Regions from separate parts of the Mus musculus genome. Here region 2 is linked to region 1. Evidence: chromatin contacts called from public HiChIP or PLAC-seq data. All regions are on one chromosome and are shown on one strand. Each heading gives the region's core, a stretch centred on a gene start, on an enhancer-like site or on the middle of the called end of the contact. The rest is flanking DNA. Distances are from core to core; before and after follow the strand shown. Region 1 holds the start of Hdhd3 (haloacid dehalogenase-like hydrolase domain containing 3). Region 2 has its middle 26 kb from the start of 4933430I17Rik.

Evidence for each region. HiChIP or PLAC-seq counts read pairs in DNA pulled down with a chosen protein or histone mark.
Region 2: a CTCF HiChIP or PLAC-seq map of CD8 T cells shows a contact between it and region 1, with 6 read pairs. The contact joins the enhancer-like site here to the promoter of Hdhd3 in region 1. A contact is called at or near these places in 5 of 39 promoter capture datasets (the C10 cell line, cranial neural crest, embryonic stem cells and 2 more), 1 of 15 datasets of contacts at CTCF or cohesin (CD8 T cells), 3 of 484 Hi-C or Micro-C datasets (CD4 T cells, Sertoli cells and palatal mesenchyme), 4 of 115 datasets of contacts at active chromatin or transcription factors (CD8 T cells, the SCID.adh cell line, effector CD8 T cells and 1 more) and 2 of 9 other capture datasets (adipose tissue and liver).

Annotation. Positions count from the first base shown.
Region 1 is chr4:62,500,683-62,504,082 of GRCm38.p6, reverse strand. Hdhd3 (haloacid dehalogenase-like hydrolase domain containing 3) reads left to right here and starts at 1,883. Exons shown (of 2, transcript NM_024257.1): 1 at 1,883-1,925.
Region 2 is chr4:62,550,160-62,553,576 of GRCm38.p6, reverse strand. It overlaps a transcript of 4933430I17Rik not described here. Among named protein-coding and RNA genes, the nearest start is that of 4933430I17Rik, 26 kb to the right of the region's middle. Within about 2 kb of position 1,391, at least 22 of the 459 cell types and tissues checked have an H3K27ac peak or open chromatin away from gene starts, as enhancers often do. A contact at or near this core is called in CD8 T cells, the SCID.adh cell line and effector CD8 T cells, where this site is marked.

The DNA.
Region 1 (3,400 bases), core at 634-3,133:
ATTAAAGGGTACATATGTTTTTCTGTTTGAAATGGGATCATGCTCCATAGCCAAGGCTGGTCTGTAACTTCTGCCTCGGCTTCCTAACTGGACTTGCAGGTTTACCACCACACCTGGCTAAGTGTACCCAGCTTTGAAGCTGCAAATCAAAAAGAAGCTAGATTCAGAATATCAAAGACCACCACCATCTTTCCTATGACATCCCAGGCTATTTATCTGTGTATTGTTCCTTGCTGCTGCTAACCTAGAGACAATAAAAAGTAGATTCTAGTGGCCCAACAGTTAGGTCAAGGTCATTGGCCCAGGTGAGCCAATCAATACACGCTGGCAAACCCTCTTTGGAGATGGGCAGCGTGCTGTGTAGTATGTGACCTGAAACAAAACCCTTAAGCACCTAGAAGTCTGTTTTCTCTCCTGAAAAGAATCTTCTTAAATGCTCAAAGAGGTTTTCTGTGTGATCTGACTTGATATCAACCATCTGTCACTGTGCCAACAGCACATGGAGAGACCTACCAAATGGCAGCTGACATTGATTATCTTGGAAATCTACTTAAAGCTAGCCTGGATTCTAGCTTTACTAAGTTACTCGTGTCTAGTCTCCAGGGTGGCAGAGTTGGAATCAGAACCTACAGGCTTAGGTTTGAGGTGACCCTGAAAAGAGATACAGTCAGGGATTCCAGGATTCTCTGAAGAACAGGTGGGCCTCTGATGTCCTGGCTATCCTTTCTACCTCCATTTCTGAGGAGCAAGCTTGTTCGGCAAAACCAGTCTGGCAGGTGAGCTGACTGCTCTGTGACTTTGCACTTTGCTTTCTGAGGCCCAGGGAGAGGGAGTTGAGTCCATCTAAAGTCCACAGAGCCAGGAGATAACAGAAGATGTTTTAAGAGGGTACCTGTGGGGGAGGGGAAGAAAAGAGCAGAGGGAAGCCCTCCTGCCCCTGCCCCCCAGCCAATTCCTTGGCAGCACTTACAGCTCATTTCCGTTATGAACTTGGTTTTTGCCTGATCCTCCCATGTTCGCGTAGGCAGGAAACTGACATTTTCCTGCTCTATCCACGCGTCAGACACAGAATACAGGTGCTTACTTGGCACCTCACGAATCAACTAGGTTGAGAGGAAAGCTTTGCTTTTTTGCTTTCAACGGTACTTTTGAATATAAACGTGTATTTCAGTTATGAAAACCGCATTTAAAGGGAAACTCTTCTTTCCTTTAAATGTTTGTTTGTTTTTTGTTTTTTGTTTTTTTACAGAGAGAAACTAGGTTAGACAGACACGGCGGTGGCACGCCCATTATCCCAGCACTTGGGAGGCTGAGGCAGGAAGATGCTCAGGACCCGTTTGCCTGCATAGTGAGACCCTATCTTAAAACCAAGTGTCTAGGTTATTGCAGTCAACAAACTGTGTGTGTGAGACAAGAAGTTCCCTTCTAGAACCAACTGGGGTCTCTCAGAACAGAAAGGGACAGAGCCTTGCTGGAGTCCTCACTGCGTTTGGGGAGCCGGCCTGAGCCCTAACCCCACTCCCCGCCATTGCCATTCCCAAGTTAGTCTAGGTCCCCTAAGTGTCTCCATCCCACGGAGGCGGGGGCCGGGGGATAGAGATGAGAAGCAAAGAGAACACCTGGGTTGTGATAATGAGTATAAGGGCAGTGGGGAGGAACGTGATGAGGGGTGAGACAGTGACCTTAAGAAGCCAGGGGACGGTGAGAGGGCGTGAGACAGGGAGCAGGGAAGCTACGGGGTAACCTAAGGGACAAGAGGCCCAAGACTCAGCGTGGCGAGTGACGGGCGCGAGGGAGGAGCTTGGTGACGCCTAGAGTGGGGCGGGGCGAGAATCAATGGCAAGTCCGAGGGTCGCGAGCTACTGATCGCCTACATAGAGCCGGTGGAGCAGCCGCTGCGTCTCAGGTCTCTTTTCCCGAGCCAGGTGGGTGCGGAGGCCCGGGGCTGGGTGGAGGGTGCTAAACCGTGGGAATCCGTGCAGTCGAGCTGGGGACGCTGGAGGCCAGCCAGCAGTGGACTTGGCCCCGGAGGCTCCAGTCTCGCGTCCCGCTGCTTTTAGGGTAGTCAGTCCTGCAGCGGAGCCCCAGCCCCGCTATGACTTTTGTCCTGAGACATCCAGAGGACTTTCGGAACCAGTCTGGTTCCTGGCTGGGCCTCAGCCTACCTACCTGCTCGATGAGAGCCCTTTTAAAGTTGTCTCACTATTTCGAGCTGACTTAAATCTCTTCTTTGTCACATTTCTTTACGCGCCCCGCCCCCACACCCCTCCTCACCTCTGTTTTGTTTGGCTGCATTCTGAATGAACCCCGGACCCCACAGATTGAAAGACACAGCTAAGCAGTCCCCTCTGTCTGGAGACAAACCTGCAATCAGTCTCTGACTCCAGGCAGAGAACTGACAGTTGGGTATTTGGCACTAATAACTCCAGGGAGAACTTGCAGCTCAGAGCCAAGTTGGAACGGACTGTCTTCTGTCCCACTCTTCCCAGGCTCAACATAATCCAACTTTTAAAAGAATATAAACATGGGTAAGCAAAGGCAGCCCTGGCTAGAGTCTGGACATTTGGGTTCTAATCCAGGCTGTTGGCAGGTTCACAGCCCCTCTCTGGTTCCACCAGCTCCTCACCAGTTATGTTGTTGGTCAGAGTCTCCAGGAACCTTTCTCTTTTTTGACATTACTAGTAATTTTTTTAAATGAAGCCAAGTTGGAAATTTTATTAATAACATTTTAATGCAGGATTAAGCATGAGGGTTAGGGGGGAAAGAAGGACTCTGAGGAAAGTCAAGCATACTCAAATATAAATATGGGTTTCTTAAACAAGGGCACCATTTTCTAATAATTGTAAAAGGGTCATGGGCTGGAGAGATGGCCCAGAAGTTAATAGCACTGCTGTTCTTCCAGAGGACCCAGGTTCGATTCCCAGCACCCATGTGACAGCTCACAAATGTCTGAAATTCCAGTTCCAGGGCATTTGACACCTTCTTCTGGCTTCACAGGCACCAGGCGTGACGGAGGTGCACTTATATACATGGAGGCAAAACCACATACAGATAATGGCAGGCATAACTGCTTCCTGACTTTGACCTACAGGGCTATGCACCTGAGCTCAGCTCTGCCCAGAGCACTAGACTTTGCCCAGCCTCAAGGAAGTTTATATATATTTTTTCTGTATGTTCTTTCCTCGGGATTCCTCAACCTGCTAAGGAAATTCCCTGAGTTCAAAGACTGACTTTGGTTCCAGATTTATAGCCTCATGGCACATACCAACTTCACTGTGCTTGTTTTATAGGTTTTTGGTCTACAGAGAAACCCTTAGTATTTAATACCTAGAAATGCCACAGGGGATGGAAAACTGTCTTATTCCCCAACATCGGACTCATAAGATGTCCAGAAATGTGT
Region 2 (3,417 bases), core at 142-2,641, 50 kb before region 1:
TCTCTTTACCAACTCTCTCAAAAAACAAAAAAAAACAAATACCAGTAGATAGATAGATAGATAGATAGATAGATAGATAGATAGATAGATAGATAGATAAATAGATAAACAGATAGATAACTTCACAACTTACTATGAGTCTTTGGTATCAAACCAGGGACACCACAAGAAAGTTACAGCCAGTAGGGTTATAGAGCATGATGACTCAAGTCTGTAATCCAACTGCACCAAAAGAAGAGGTGGGAGGATTATAAATTTCAGGCTGCCACACCAGCTCAAGCTACAGATTAAGATCCTGTCTTTAGAAAAGAAGGAGGAGGAGGAGAAGGGAGGAGGGAGAAGAAAAGAAGGAGGAGGAGGAGGAGAAGAAGGAGGAGGAGGAGGAGCAGGAGGAGAAGAAGAAGAAGAAGAAGAAGAAGAAGAAGAAGAAGAAGAAGAAGAAGAAGAAGAGAGGAAGAAAAAAAAAGAAGAAAAAAGAAAGACATGGACACAACTAGCTGTTGGGGCCCTAGAGTCGCTCAACAAACCACACAAACATCAATCTCAGTCAGACAGGGATGGTTTATTGAACGCACACCCTAATACTGACTAGATCATTAGACATAGCTCAGAATTATTCTGAACAGTGACAACAAACATTTCTCAGGGGAGGATTATAAGGAAAGAAAACCTGTAAAAACCACAATGAGCTCATATGCAGGCGCAGGAAGTGCTGCCCAGTGGTCAGCTCTGACTCAAGATATTTTAGACATGACAGTTCATATTGACCTTTAACTTGATGGGTCCTACATGAAGCTTTGTGGAATTTCTTAAGATTAACAAATCTTATATAGAACATACAGAACATAACAGGGCATGTGTTCAGCATGACCCTGCTCTGAGTCAAGCTATTTTCCTGTGCCAATGACTGACAGGCAGATTACAGCAACAATATGAAATAGCTGGTGGGCATGGAACAAAATGGCTGCAGCTATGCTGGGAGTCAGGGGGCAGAACTCAACACTAGCAAATTGAATAAACAACCAAAAATATATAACCATTAGAATAGAAAAACAAAAGGCATTTACAAATTCCAATGTCTTTTCACAGTTAACAAAATAATTCTCAGCAAGCTAAGGATAGAAGAAAAATTAATCTAGTATTGACTTCTATGAAAAGACCTATAGCTAACAATATACTTTATGGTAAAAGACTGCATCTTTTTCATCCTAAAATCAATAAGACAAGGATGTCTGCTTTCAGCACTTCTACTAACAGCATACTAGTTGGTATAGCTGAAGTAGTTAGACAAAGAAAATTATGAATCTCTCAAGATGCTCAGTGGGTAAGTGTGCAAACTGTTCTTGTGGAAAGCCCAGGTTCAGTTCCTAGAACCCACATCAGACAGCGGCTGACTTCAAAGCAGCTGAGACCATCTGTACAAGAGCTGCACAATCTTACCCCAGCTTTCTCTTCAACTTTATTAGTATTGTGTACGTGTGGTTTGTAAGCATGAGCGCAGGCAGGTGTGAGCCATCTCACGCATGTGACGGACAAAGGACAACAGAGTCAATTGAAGCAGTCGACATCCCAGCATAGAGAGAGAAGTCCCAACCCACAGTCGAGGTGTTATTGACAGTAGGGAGGAGAGTCGGGTTTTTTCAGTGTGTGGCCCCAGTAGGTTGATCATGTTCAGCAGACGGCTCTGCACCCTGAGTACACGGGCAGCACAAATTGAACTGGGGTGGGGGGACATGAATTTGGGAGGGGCATGGGAGGTAGATCTGGGAAAAGGTAGGGGAGGAATAGGATCCAGATCAAAATACACTGTGAGTATGAATGATATTCCCAAAGATTTAATAAAATCATGTAAGTGTTAAGCCAAGCAAGGGGCTAGAGTTGGCTTAGTAGTTTAAAACACTGTTCTTGCAGAGGACCCAAGTCCAATTCCCAGAAACCACATGGTGACTCATCATCGTCTATAACCCCAGTTCCAGGAGATCTGACACCCTCTTCTGGCTTCTACAGGCACCAGGTGTATACATGGTGTACATACATATATGCAGTCAAAACACCGGTACACAAAACCAGAAAGAGCAATCTGTTTTTTAAATGCTAAACGAGGATCATTATTGACAATTAAGGACAAACCCTGTCATGCCCCCACCCCCCCGGCCCCCCAGTCAAAGCACAGGATGCCATCTGTGGAATCTTTGTCAATGAGCCTGGATCAGCTTGGGCCTCCAGACCTCAGCGGCAGTTTTCAGAAAACAAGGCAGAGAAAGGAGTGAGACACTGCCACGGCGATGCACCCAGCAGCAAGCAGAACACAGAGAACTGCAAGCCTAGCCACCCATTTCTTTAACAAATGAATTCTAAGAAAGGAGAAAGAGAAAAGGAGGACCCACAAATTAAAGAAACAGAACATACTGAGCAGGTGCAACCTATGGACCCTGTGTGACTCATGTGTATTGCTGGTTTGTCTGCATGTATGTCTACACGAGGGTGCCAGGTACTCTAGAATGGGAGTTACAGACAGTTGTGAGCTGTGACGTGGGTGCTGAGAATCGAACCTGCGTCCTCTGAAAGAATATCCAGGGCTCTTGACTGCTGAGCCATCTCTTCAGCCTGCCTTGTTTGAATTCTATTGTGAAGGTATCAACTGGAAAAACAACAACAAGACTAAGTTTGGAAATATGAATATGCTTGGGTATTCGATATCAAGCAATCATTATTAATTTTTGCAGAATGAAATAATTTTTTGATTTTTTAAAATGCTTTCCTTTTAGAGACACATATTGAAGTACTTGTAAATAAAATGAACCTTTCTTTAATAATCTAGTGAAAGGAGGAAATAGAAATGAAATAAGATTGACCCCAAATAGGGGCTGCCATCCCTGGGACCCACTGATTGATCACAGAGGAAGACAAGTAGCCTGCCGGGCAGGGGGACAAGTCAGACACTGGTTGAACATGGTGATAGACAGTGGGACTTGGATTGGAGAATGAAGGAAGAAAAGCAGAAGTGAAAAGATCTGACCTTGCCCTAGGAGACCCAGAGTCTTTCCCAGTTTCATCACTCCCAGTTGACAATCTCATTAAGGTCACATCTACCCTTCCCGCTCCAAGTCCTCACCTTTAAAACTATGGGTTTAAATTCCCCCTCCTTAAAACTACTACCAGACAATATGTGCAATCCAACTTTTTCTTAAATTTTATTTAATTTGTTTTATATTTGTGGTATGTAGGTGTGTGTGTAGGCAGGTATGAGCCATGTCATAACACATGGAGGACAGAGGACAAACTTCAAAAGCCAGTTCCCTCCTTCCAATATGGGACCCAAGGATCGAGCTTGGGTCTTCAGCCTTGCACTACAGGTACTTCCACACACTGAGCCATTCCACCTGCCTTAAACCCTCAATATTACAGGAGAAAAGT